Linked DNA regions of Rattus norvegicus: region 1 is linked to region 2. A link is a contact called in public Hi-C data. All regions are on one chromosome and are shown on one strand. The core of a region is the stretch at or near the end of the contact, and the rest is flanking DNA. Distances in the headings are between cores, read along the strand shown.

Region 1 (5,058 bases), core at 734-3,233, 770 kb before region 2:
GCTAATGAAACTTACAAGGCTGAGGATGCTCCAGAAATTTACAAGGCCCCTCTCCAATGTTAAATGTACTAAGAATTCCCGAGTAGAAGAGACTCTCTGATGGGTGAAGCTGCCTATAATTTGTGCAGCACGTGGTTGGCTATTCTAAGAATTTTATTTATTTTATACTTAATTTTGGTTTTATTTTTATGATGCAGCTGTCATTGAGTCAGTCATCCACGTTCCTATAAATAATTCCACATATGTACTCCTCCTGACAGTAACCCAGGCAAACTCACTGACTTATCTATGCCCTATCTGGAGTGGACAGACATTTGCTCACATCTCCCCAGGGAAAGTCACACAACTAGTCCACAGCCTTGCCTTGTTGACTGTATGACGCCACCTCTTAATCCCAGCCATCTGCCTGCCCATTCTGCTCCAGCCACACCAACCTTCTGAATGCAAGACCTTGAGCCTGCTTCAAGTTCAACCTAAGAAGCTCATAATCTCCCTTCCATTGACAACTAGAAGCCTCCTTTCAGTTATCCATGGAAATGCTTGCCCCCCCCATTCTATAGTCTAACTTAATCATGTTTTGTTTTCTTTATAACACACGTCACAAAGTTGAAATTTTTGGATCTTTTTTCCTTACCTATTTTGGTAGAATAGTACCTGGAATGTTCGTTGAGGAAGGAAGGAAGGAAGGAAGGAAGGAAGGAAGGAAGGAAGGAAGGAAGGAAGGAAGGATGGACAGATGGATTATACTACTATAAGTTAGGCTCTGGTTTAAAGCTATACCAGGCTTATTTCATTTAACTCTCATGATAAACCTAGGAAATAATATTCATCCTCCCATTGCATAGGTGCTGAATACCAAAGATAAGGGGGTAATGTCCCAAGCTCTGATGGCCAACAAAGGATACTGCAGGGCTCTGAGTGAGGACAGAAGTGTCAAAGTCCAACTGTCCTTTGAGGCTCAGCTTCAGTGTCATTAGCTGTGCAGCTTTGGACAGGTTACTTCACCTCTCAAACCTCAGTCAACCTCAATCCCATGTGAATAAAGTAGTACTCAGGCTGTATGGTTTGTGAGACTTCAGACAGATTACGCATGGAAGGGGCAACAGGAAAATCAGTGAAAATCAGCAGGTGCTATTGGGTGCCAGAGCAGGGGTTTGAATGTGGATCTGTCTAGTCTTGAATGAGACATTGTTCTCCCTTAGGGACTTTCTGATCTAAGCCTCCCTCACTGCCTCAGGAAGCAGAAAGCCCTTTCCTCCTCTTCCAGAGTACCTCACGTGAAGTGTCTCCCACCGGAAGCACACATTCTTCCTGCACACCTCACTTTTTCTCTCGCCCACATCTGCCCATCTGTTGCAAAGCAAAGGAAGTGCTACGTGCTCCCCTGGGTGTGAGAGACAAAAAAAGAAGCTTCCCTGCACAGCCTCAGCCCGCTAGAGCCTGGCAGCTTCCTAGCCTGCAAGGTGTTAAGTCGCAGCTCCCCTACAAATCTCCTGCTGGGAGCCCCAAGTTAGAAGCAGCTTGAGGGCTGCCAGCCGGTCTCCAGTTGCATCCTTTCCTCCTTGTAGAAGCTGGAATCAGACAGCCTGTGTCTGTGGGCCCTCCCCATCCTGGTCTCCTTGGTGAAGCTAGGAAGCTCTAGTGTTTCCTGCAGACTCTGGAGGGCTTGGAGCCCCCAGTCCCACCCAGGGTAGGCTGTACCACTTACGCCTGCCCTAGAGCTGTCCTCCAGAGGTAGCCAGAATTGCAGAGCATATGCAGGGGCTGGACTCCTCAGCCTGCTGTTGCCTCTTACTCTGAAGGGGAGGGACTGTTTGTCTCCAAGAGGAGGAAGTTTCCAGCCAACCAAAGACAAAGAGGCCACTTTCTGGAAATGTGCTTGTAGAAGGGGCGCTGGGCAGAAAGGAAAAGAAGGGACCCCACTCCCTCCTCCACTAGGGACTCCCTCTGCTCCTTTCCCACTTCTGCCTCTCCTCTGGAGTTGGCTGATCTGGGTGCAGAGGCAAACTTATACACCTCTCTGCCCAGGACAGAACAGTGAATAGAGCCAGAGTCCCTGCCAAGGAAGTGCCACTGGCCAACCAGGCAGGTGGTCCTGAGTTAAAAGACCAGAGCAGGCTCAGGGCCCAGAAGACTTGCTTGGGTTCCCTAATGATGTCTTACTGTGCATAGGCATGCTCTTGTGTGTATGTGTGTGTGTGTGCGTGTGCGTGTGTGTCTGTATCTGTTTCTCTGTGTGTCTGTATGTCTCTGTCTCCCTCTGTCTCTCTCTGTCTCTCTCTGTGTGTTTATATGTGTCTATGTGTCTGTGTGTGTATGCCTCTGTGTGTGTGTATGTGTGTGTGTGCGTGTGCGTGTGTGTGTCTGTATCTGTTTCTCTGTGTGTCTGTATGTCTCTGTTTCCCTCTGTCTTTCTCTGTCTCTCGCTGTCTGTGTGTGTGTATGTGTGTGATCTGTTTCTCTGTGTGTCTGTATGTCTCTGTCTCCCTCTGTCTCTCTCTGTCTCTCTCTGTGTGTTTATATGTGTCTATGTGTCTGTGTGTGTATGCCTCTGTGTGTGTATGTGTATGTGTGTGTGTGTGTGTGTGTGTGTGTGTGTGTGTGTGTGTGTGTCCAGACTATCCCCCAAGTCTTCCACACCCTGGACTGGCCCCTATTCTGTTACAGTCCAACATGAACAGAATAGGTAGACAGACCTTGCTTCCATTTACAGAATTAAAAGAAAGCCTTCCTCAATTTCCAAACTAGTAAGAGAACTGGAAGATTCTGCACAAAACTGAACACCTCCAACATTCACACGAGTCTCATCGTCTCCGGAATTTGGGGTGGGGTGGCAAGACACACTTCTGCGAAGTGGTTTGATTTTATTTTTCTTTCATCTTCCCTCATAGGGAAAAAAGAGGATTCAGAGAAACTGTTTGGACAAATTAGAATGTCTCTTCATTGATGCTATCTTTCCTCTTTCAAAGATAACTCCAGAGACAGGGCTCAGTCCATAAAACATCTTGATCCCTGGGTGAGTTCCCTGGTGTCTGAGCATGTTTCTCATGGATGGAGATGAACATAGCAGTGCCTGTCACCATGTCTTCTATTATTTCCTTGTTTGACTGATTTGAGCTGATTTTTTTTAAGACAAAAACTCCTGTAGTCTTTGCTATTTTTGAATGTTTTAGCTAAGGCTGAGACTGGCCTTGAACTTCTGATCCTTCTGTTTCTACCTGCCAAGTGAGGGCGTTTCACAGGTACATCTCAATGCCTAGTTCATTGTGTGTTACTGGGGATCAAACCTAGGTCCACTTGTGCTAGGCAGGTACTCTACCAACTGAGTTCTCACTCCAGGCCAAGTTGTCAGCTTGTACCTGCTTCCCAGAGATGCTCTGTCAGTGGCAATAATTTTATTCCTTCTATGGAGTCGTGTGTGGATCAGAGACACTCTCTTAGTGTAAGAGTCCCAGGGAAGCTCAGGTTCTGTCCTGTCTTCCATATCCTATAAGAGCCAAATGATGACATGGGCTGGGACCCAGCAGGCCCATCAGGTACACAGCTGGCAGAGACAAGGCCCAATGGTGGAAGGCAAATTTGCCAGTGCCCTAGGTCAGGGGCAGAAAAGAAGCCTGAACCCTCTGTGTGACTCCAGTTATCCCACCATCACCTTCAGGTCCTCAGACGGACCCTCAGAGCCATGACCTCAGCTGCCTCTGTTCTACAGGGGTAGTTCTTTGGAGAAGACGACATTGGTTCTGGTGCCAAGCTTCTGCATTCATATCTTGGCCCACTGACTTACAGCGAAGCAACAATCCCTCCTCTCCTCCATCCCTTCCCTGACATTAGTGTCCTTATCTATGAAATGGCTCTGATGGGGACTGTAGTGGAGGCTAAATGAGACTGTGCATGAAGTTATCTGGAACAATGCATCGTTCACAGTAAGTGGTGAGGGAAGGCTTTGAGTTGATTGGGACTCTTGTCTTCATCAGGAACACTAGAAATCCAGTAGTGACCTTCCAGGCTGTGATTTGGCCTCAAACCCCAGTCAGCCTGACACTTTCCGAAGACTGCTGATTGAATTATTTCCGTCCTTAATAGTACAGCTTAGGAAGGGGAGGGGCATGGCTTTGTTCACCTCTTTATAAGTATCAAGCTGATGCACCATGAATTGCTAACCAAATGGGTGACTATTTCAAATAATTCAATAGCTCCCTGCCCAATCAAAGCATTTCAAAGCCCCCTCTCCCTAGACTATATGTGTTATACCTTCAGTTAAAGTAACTCTGTGTGTATGTGTGTGTGTGTGTGTGTGTGTGTGTGTGTGTGTGTGTGCCACTCTGAGACAGGAGATACTTCCTCTCTGAAACCTCAAGGGTCATCTCCAAAAATGCATACTATGTCACCTTGCTAATCCAGCCAAAAAGATAGGAGCTGGAAGGAGGTAGAGAAGAAAGCTGGATTGACTGCATTCTGCCCCCATTGCTCTATTTTGCCCCCTCCTCTTGGCCCCTCCCTCAATCTACTTTCTTGTATACATAAAAATATCACAACAAAATACTAGAATTTTATATACCTAATATACACTAGTAAAAAATTAACATTGAGGACTTTGTGTGCATTGTCTCTGGACTTCAGTTTGACTGATTTTTGTTGGCCTGTTTCTAATTCTCTGATTCTTCGTTCTCCTTGATTCCCTTCACCTGATGTATTTGTTGTTAATTCCATAAACCGTGTTCATAGTTCTTGCATGTTCGCTCATTCTTAATTTTCTAAGTCTCAATTGACATTTCTCATGTTAGCTCATAAGAGCAGATGTTCTCATAAATCCTTTAATATAATTAATCTGAAGTTATTCACAGTTTTGATCTGAAAGTTCTGCAATTAGATCATCTAGACACATTTCATTTGGCTTATTGTTCTCTTTACTGATTGTTTTACAACAGGAGAACACAAAATGTCCACCTTCCTTCTTTTAGGAATGTGCTCTCCTTTATCAGCTGTGTAAGATAAAGATCGTTTGTTTTAACTCGATCAGGTCAGGAGTTAGTGTCTGGGTCAGGACTAAAGCCAGAA
Region 2 (4,548 bases), core at 379-2,878:
AAGAAACAATGGGGGAGCAATGAGGGTCCCCAGCTTGTGGCCTCTTACCAGAAAACTCTCCCTTCAGAGGCAGTTTTTCATTGTTTTGAAAAGTTAGGTGATGGATAGCTTAGGGAAAGAAAACCCACAAACATAAAGGCATAAAACAGCAGAGGCCCTAAGACAGGACCCAGCTCAGTCTGTGGGACCCAGCTGGTCAACAAACAGAGCTAAGAGCTGCAAGCTGCTCTCTGACCTCCATGCCACTACAGCATGCCCTGCAGCCCTCCAAATAAAGAAATGTAATAAAACAATGCTAGAGAAAAATAGAACGCTTAATGTGTTGCAAGCTTCTTGTGCTATTAGTCTCAAAGACAAAACAAAAAAGTCACTTCACTCTCCCTTCCCTGAGCACCTACTGTGAGGACTGCATCTTATGTAAACACACCCACAAGTAGTGTCGGAGTGAGGTGCCATGGAGTCAGAGTAAAATGTGGTCATGTGTGAGAGTTCCTAAATAAACAACAAAGTCCTTGGTCAAGAACTATTACCAGTTTCTGCTGCTGGACCCCTTCAAGCTGGACCCCTAGACAACAATCACTTCTACTTAAGATTCATGTTGAAAAGCATTTTCCCAGCTCAGAAGATATAGACAATTCACAAGAGAAACAAAAAATGACCAGTAAGCACAGGAAAAAGACATTCAACATTTCTAATACCATTTTTAAAACTTAAAAGCTAAAATGAGAAACCGTCTCCATTCACAGAACTGGGAAAAGGAAAGAAACCTCAGTGCTTCGAGGCCAGGTTTGGTGGTGCATGCCTATAATCACAGCAGCAGCCACAAGGGCTCCACATGCCAGGCTAGCCTGGGCTACACTGGGAGACCTAGTCTCACACAAACAAAACCAAAAAATAAACAACAACAACAACAACAACAACAGACCATGTTGGAACAACATTTTTGGAGGCAACTGGACAATGTAAGGCAAAACTAGGAACCAGTATGTACATGACCTTTAAGCCAGTAAGTGAATAACTGAATATGTAACAACAACAACAAAAAAAAAAGGTTTTACCTACCACAAATTATTTTTGGGAGAAACTGCCAATATCTTAAATGGCTCACCTTAAGGAATTTAAAAATGACACAGAATTCCTCCATGGACTAGAATATACTTTACATTTAACTATTAAATTTTAATACTGTTTGCTGAAAATAAGTAAGTTCTAAAATGGCAAGGTTCTGTCTGTGTGTTAAAAACAAAACCTAAGGATCAGCTTCTCCACATATACGCAGGAGAAACAGCCAGGAGTGGGAGCTCATGCCTGTAAGCCCAGCACTTGGGAAGTGGAGGTAGAAGAAGCCTGAGTTCAGTGTTATCCTTGGCCAGAAAGGGAGTTCAAGGCCAGCCTCAGCTACATGAGACCCTTCCTCAAATAACAGAACTAAGTAAAGAGATGAAGAGCCTTCCATTAAAGAGTGGATGCCACTAACCTCTGGGTGTGGGGTTCCAGGGCCATACGTATGTGCTCTCAGCATTCATCATACACAGTGTGCACTCTCAACCACAAACTCACATTATTTCTACAACAGTAATAACGAGAATTGTGAAAGTTTGAAGGGACTCTCAAAAACACCCACTTACATGTGCTCCAGGATGATTTTTGTCAGCAGGTTTTTGAGGTTCTGGTGGAAATTTTCCGGAAAGAGAGCCAGAATCGCCTCAGCAGAGGACAGGTCACGGAAGGCCACCAGCCTAGTGAAGTGGTGCAGAGCCTGGAGCAGCTGTGGGACAGAAGGGGCAGCCCCGCAGCTGAAGGGCAGGAGCAGGGGGGTAGGGTGGAGCTCTGCACACTCATCCCGGGGGGGGGGGGCCGGGACATGACCACAGTCACGTGAATGGGTTCACTGCAGTGTGGGGGCCGCTGTAGCACATACTGACACCCAATTTGACTCTGCTAGTTCACTGGTCCTTTTAGAAGACAGAGATAGCTCCCTGACATAGGAAGCCATCAGCTCGTCAGAAACTTGTTAGTTGTGGGCAAAGGGATAATGTATCTTTTTGTCTTCTGCAGCAGAACCTGACCTCCACTTAACTCTGTTATGCTGTTTCCCTGGTAACCTGAGAGAAGTGGAAAGCCAGCTAGGTTACTAGGCAACCCTGCAGTGGCCCAAAGCCTCTGGCCCAAGAGGACTGTGTAAACACTGGGGTGCACTTCCCTGAGTGAGGCTGCACCCTCCTTGGACCTGTGCTGATTGGGTTGTGAGGAGATACCGGTCCCTGGAGTGTGGGCTTCCATCTAGGGTGGAAGGCATCTCACGTCCTTATCCTTAAGCTGTCACCCAGAAGATCAAGGAGAAAGTTCCTGCCCAGTGGTGTGACTCCCTCTGTGAAGACGAGTCTTGGAGCCTGCCTCCATGTGTCTCCCACCTTATACCCTTGTAGGCACCGCACAGCAAGGCCAGGGCTTCCGCCAGCACTCTATCAGTGAGCTACACTCCCAGCAAACATCCCATGTCCTCGTAGATCTGCAGCAGAATGGAGCTTAGAGTTCACTGACGAACTTAACGATGCTTAGCTGAACCCAAAAAAGCTCTGTGGAGGTGACTTTTTTCCACTCTGCAGCTTTATCTGATAGCACGGAGGCTGTCTGACTATGAATGGACACAACCCAGAAGCAAAGAGAAGTGAAGCCTGCAGTGGTCGGGGTGGGAGTTGACGCTCAGCAGTGACCATCTCATCAGCATGCACGGTAATGGCCTTGTCTCCATTCTCCACAGTTCCCCACTCCTTCCTCTGTTTTTCTAGAATCACACACCTGTACCCAAAGTCCTGGCTTTATTTTAAGGATATCCAAACTATGTCTACGATCTTACTTCTGCCTTTTACTTTCCTATAGTTGATTTCCACGAAGAAAGCTCGACATTAAAGAAAACTAATGACAGTAATGGCACCATTTGGATAAAGATACCCAGCTAAGCATGTGCCTGGATGGACAAACCAGAAAACTTAGCTTGAGGCACTCTAGCCTCCTCTTAGCTGTCTGATGAAAATCATATGAGCTGAGCAGAAGATGTGCAGGGGCTGAGGGAAGAGAGGATTATGGGGAACACAGCATCCCTGAGGGAGGCTGATTGAGCCCAGCAGTGGGTACTCTCTAGCCACTCAGGCCTCAGGGCCTCAGCCGTCGGCCGTCCAGCTGACACTCATCAGTACCCCCACGTCACATGCTGTGCAGAAAGGTCACAGAAGGCCGGTTTTTTACACACTCCTAGGCAATACGTCTGAAATGAACGACACCTAGAACTCTGGTTATATTTCTCATAAGGAGGCTTATGTGTCATAAGGAAAGGCTCAAAGTCAAAGGCCTCAGAGTTCATTAATATTTTCAAAAATCTGTCTGCAGTTTGCCACAGTGTCAACAGATGTGTAAGGAGAAAAGGTCTTTGGACGTTCGCCCGATGGGGAGTGAAGAAAGGGGTTAGCAAGTGGTCAGGGCTGCGGCTCAGGGCTCTTCTCGCCACACTTACTTGCTCTGCCTCCTCCTGGGTCACAGACAAGCTGGAACATGTGTTATCCAGGAGTGTTTTTGAGTGAAGGGCTGAACTGGAGAAGCTTTCTTGGCACAGCTGTCTGACGACATCTTTTGAGGAGGCCTGGGAGTTAATTTACAGGCGGTAAGCACACAGTTATAGTCTGCAAACATTTGTGTTGGTTACTTTATGACACTTTTGAGAGTTTCTTAATGCTGACAGCCTACAGGAAGGGCACTTGTGTTTCTGGGAAGATGGATGAGCCTTTCCATATCCTTCCTGTTGACATCAGCCAATATCCCTGGGCACTTCTGGAAAACAAACCTGACTGTGCATGGGGGGAGACAACCCTGACTTGCTAGCATAAGGACCAGGGAAGAAGATGGGTACTGAGGTTCTTGGGTGCCTCACTGATCCCAGACCTTGCCCTAGAGGGGCAGCCTCCTCAGACACAAAACTTTTAGACAATAACTACTCTACTTCAGCCCAAACCAACGATCACATACGAAACTATGGACACACATCATGAGGACCAGCAGTGGCTGAGAGGAAGCGCCTCTGAGCAGCAAGCCCGGTGATGCAATGGCACAGCATCCCAAACAACTCTGCAAGGGCGGTGCCCAGGAAGGATGGACAGGGAGCTGGGATCTGCAATCCTACCGGCCTGTAACAAGTCACACTATTCTAGGAATCTGGACTTCCACTTCCAGTGGAATTCATGAGGTAGCATTCTGGTTTCTCTTACTGTGATAAAGACTGACCAAAACCAACATGGGGAGGGAAATGTTAATTTGGCTTACAGGTTATAGTCCACAGTCAGTGGGAAGCCAAGGCAGGAACCTGGAAGAAGAAACTGAAGCAAGGCCACAGAGGAGCAAGGCTTACTGGCTTGCTCAGCCTGCTTTCTGATTTCTTACATAACTTCACAACCAAGTGCCCAGGAGTGGTACCAAGTCTCAGGGGGCAGGCCCTCCCACATCAGTCATCAATCAAGAGAATGTCCTACAGTCTTGCCTACAGGCCAATCGGAT

The links. A called contact is a pair of places that touch in the nucleus more often than the background predicts.
Region 1: a contact with region 2 is called in a Hi-C map of frontal cortex, with 2.0 times the contacts expected there. The contact joins two enhancer-like sites. A contact is called at or near these places in 4 of 12 Hi-C or Micro-C datasets (the A7r5 cell line, Schwann cells, frontal cortex and 1 more).

Annotation. Positions count from the first base shown.
Region 1 is chr3:109,403,181-109,408,238 of GRCr8, reverse strand. All of the region lies in intron 3 of Pamr1 (peptidase domain containing associated with muscle regeneration 1), which reads right to left. Among named protein-coding and RNA genes, the nearest start is that of Slc1a2, 54 kb to the left of the region's middle. Within about 2 kb of position 1,983, at least 42 of the 93 cell types and tissues checked have an H3K27ac peak or open chromatin away from gene starts, as enhancers often do.
Region 2 is chr3:108,638,126-108,642,673 of GRCr8, reverse strand. It overlaps Commd9 (COMM domain containing 9), which reads right to left. Exons shown (of 6, transcript NM_001033692.1): 2 at 3,515-3,640; 3 at 1,629-1,768. Among named protein-coding and RNA genes, the nearest start is that of Commd9, 9.4 kb to the right of the region's middle. Within about 2 kb of position 1,628, at least 19 of the 93 cell types and tissues checked have an H3K27ac peak or open chromatin away from gene starts, as enhancers often do.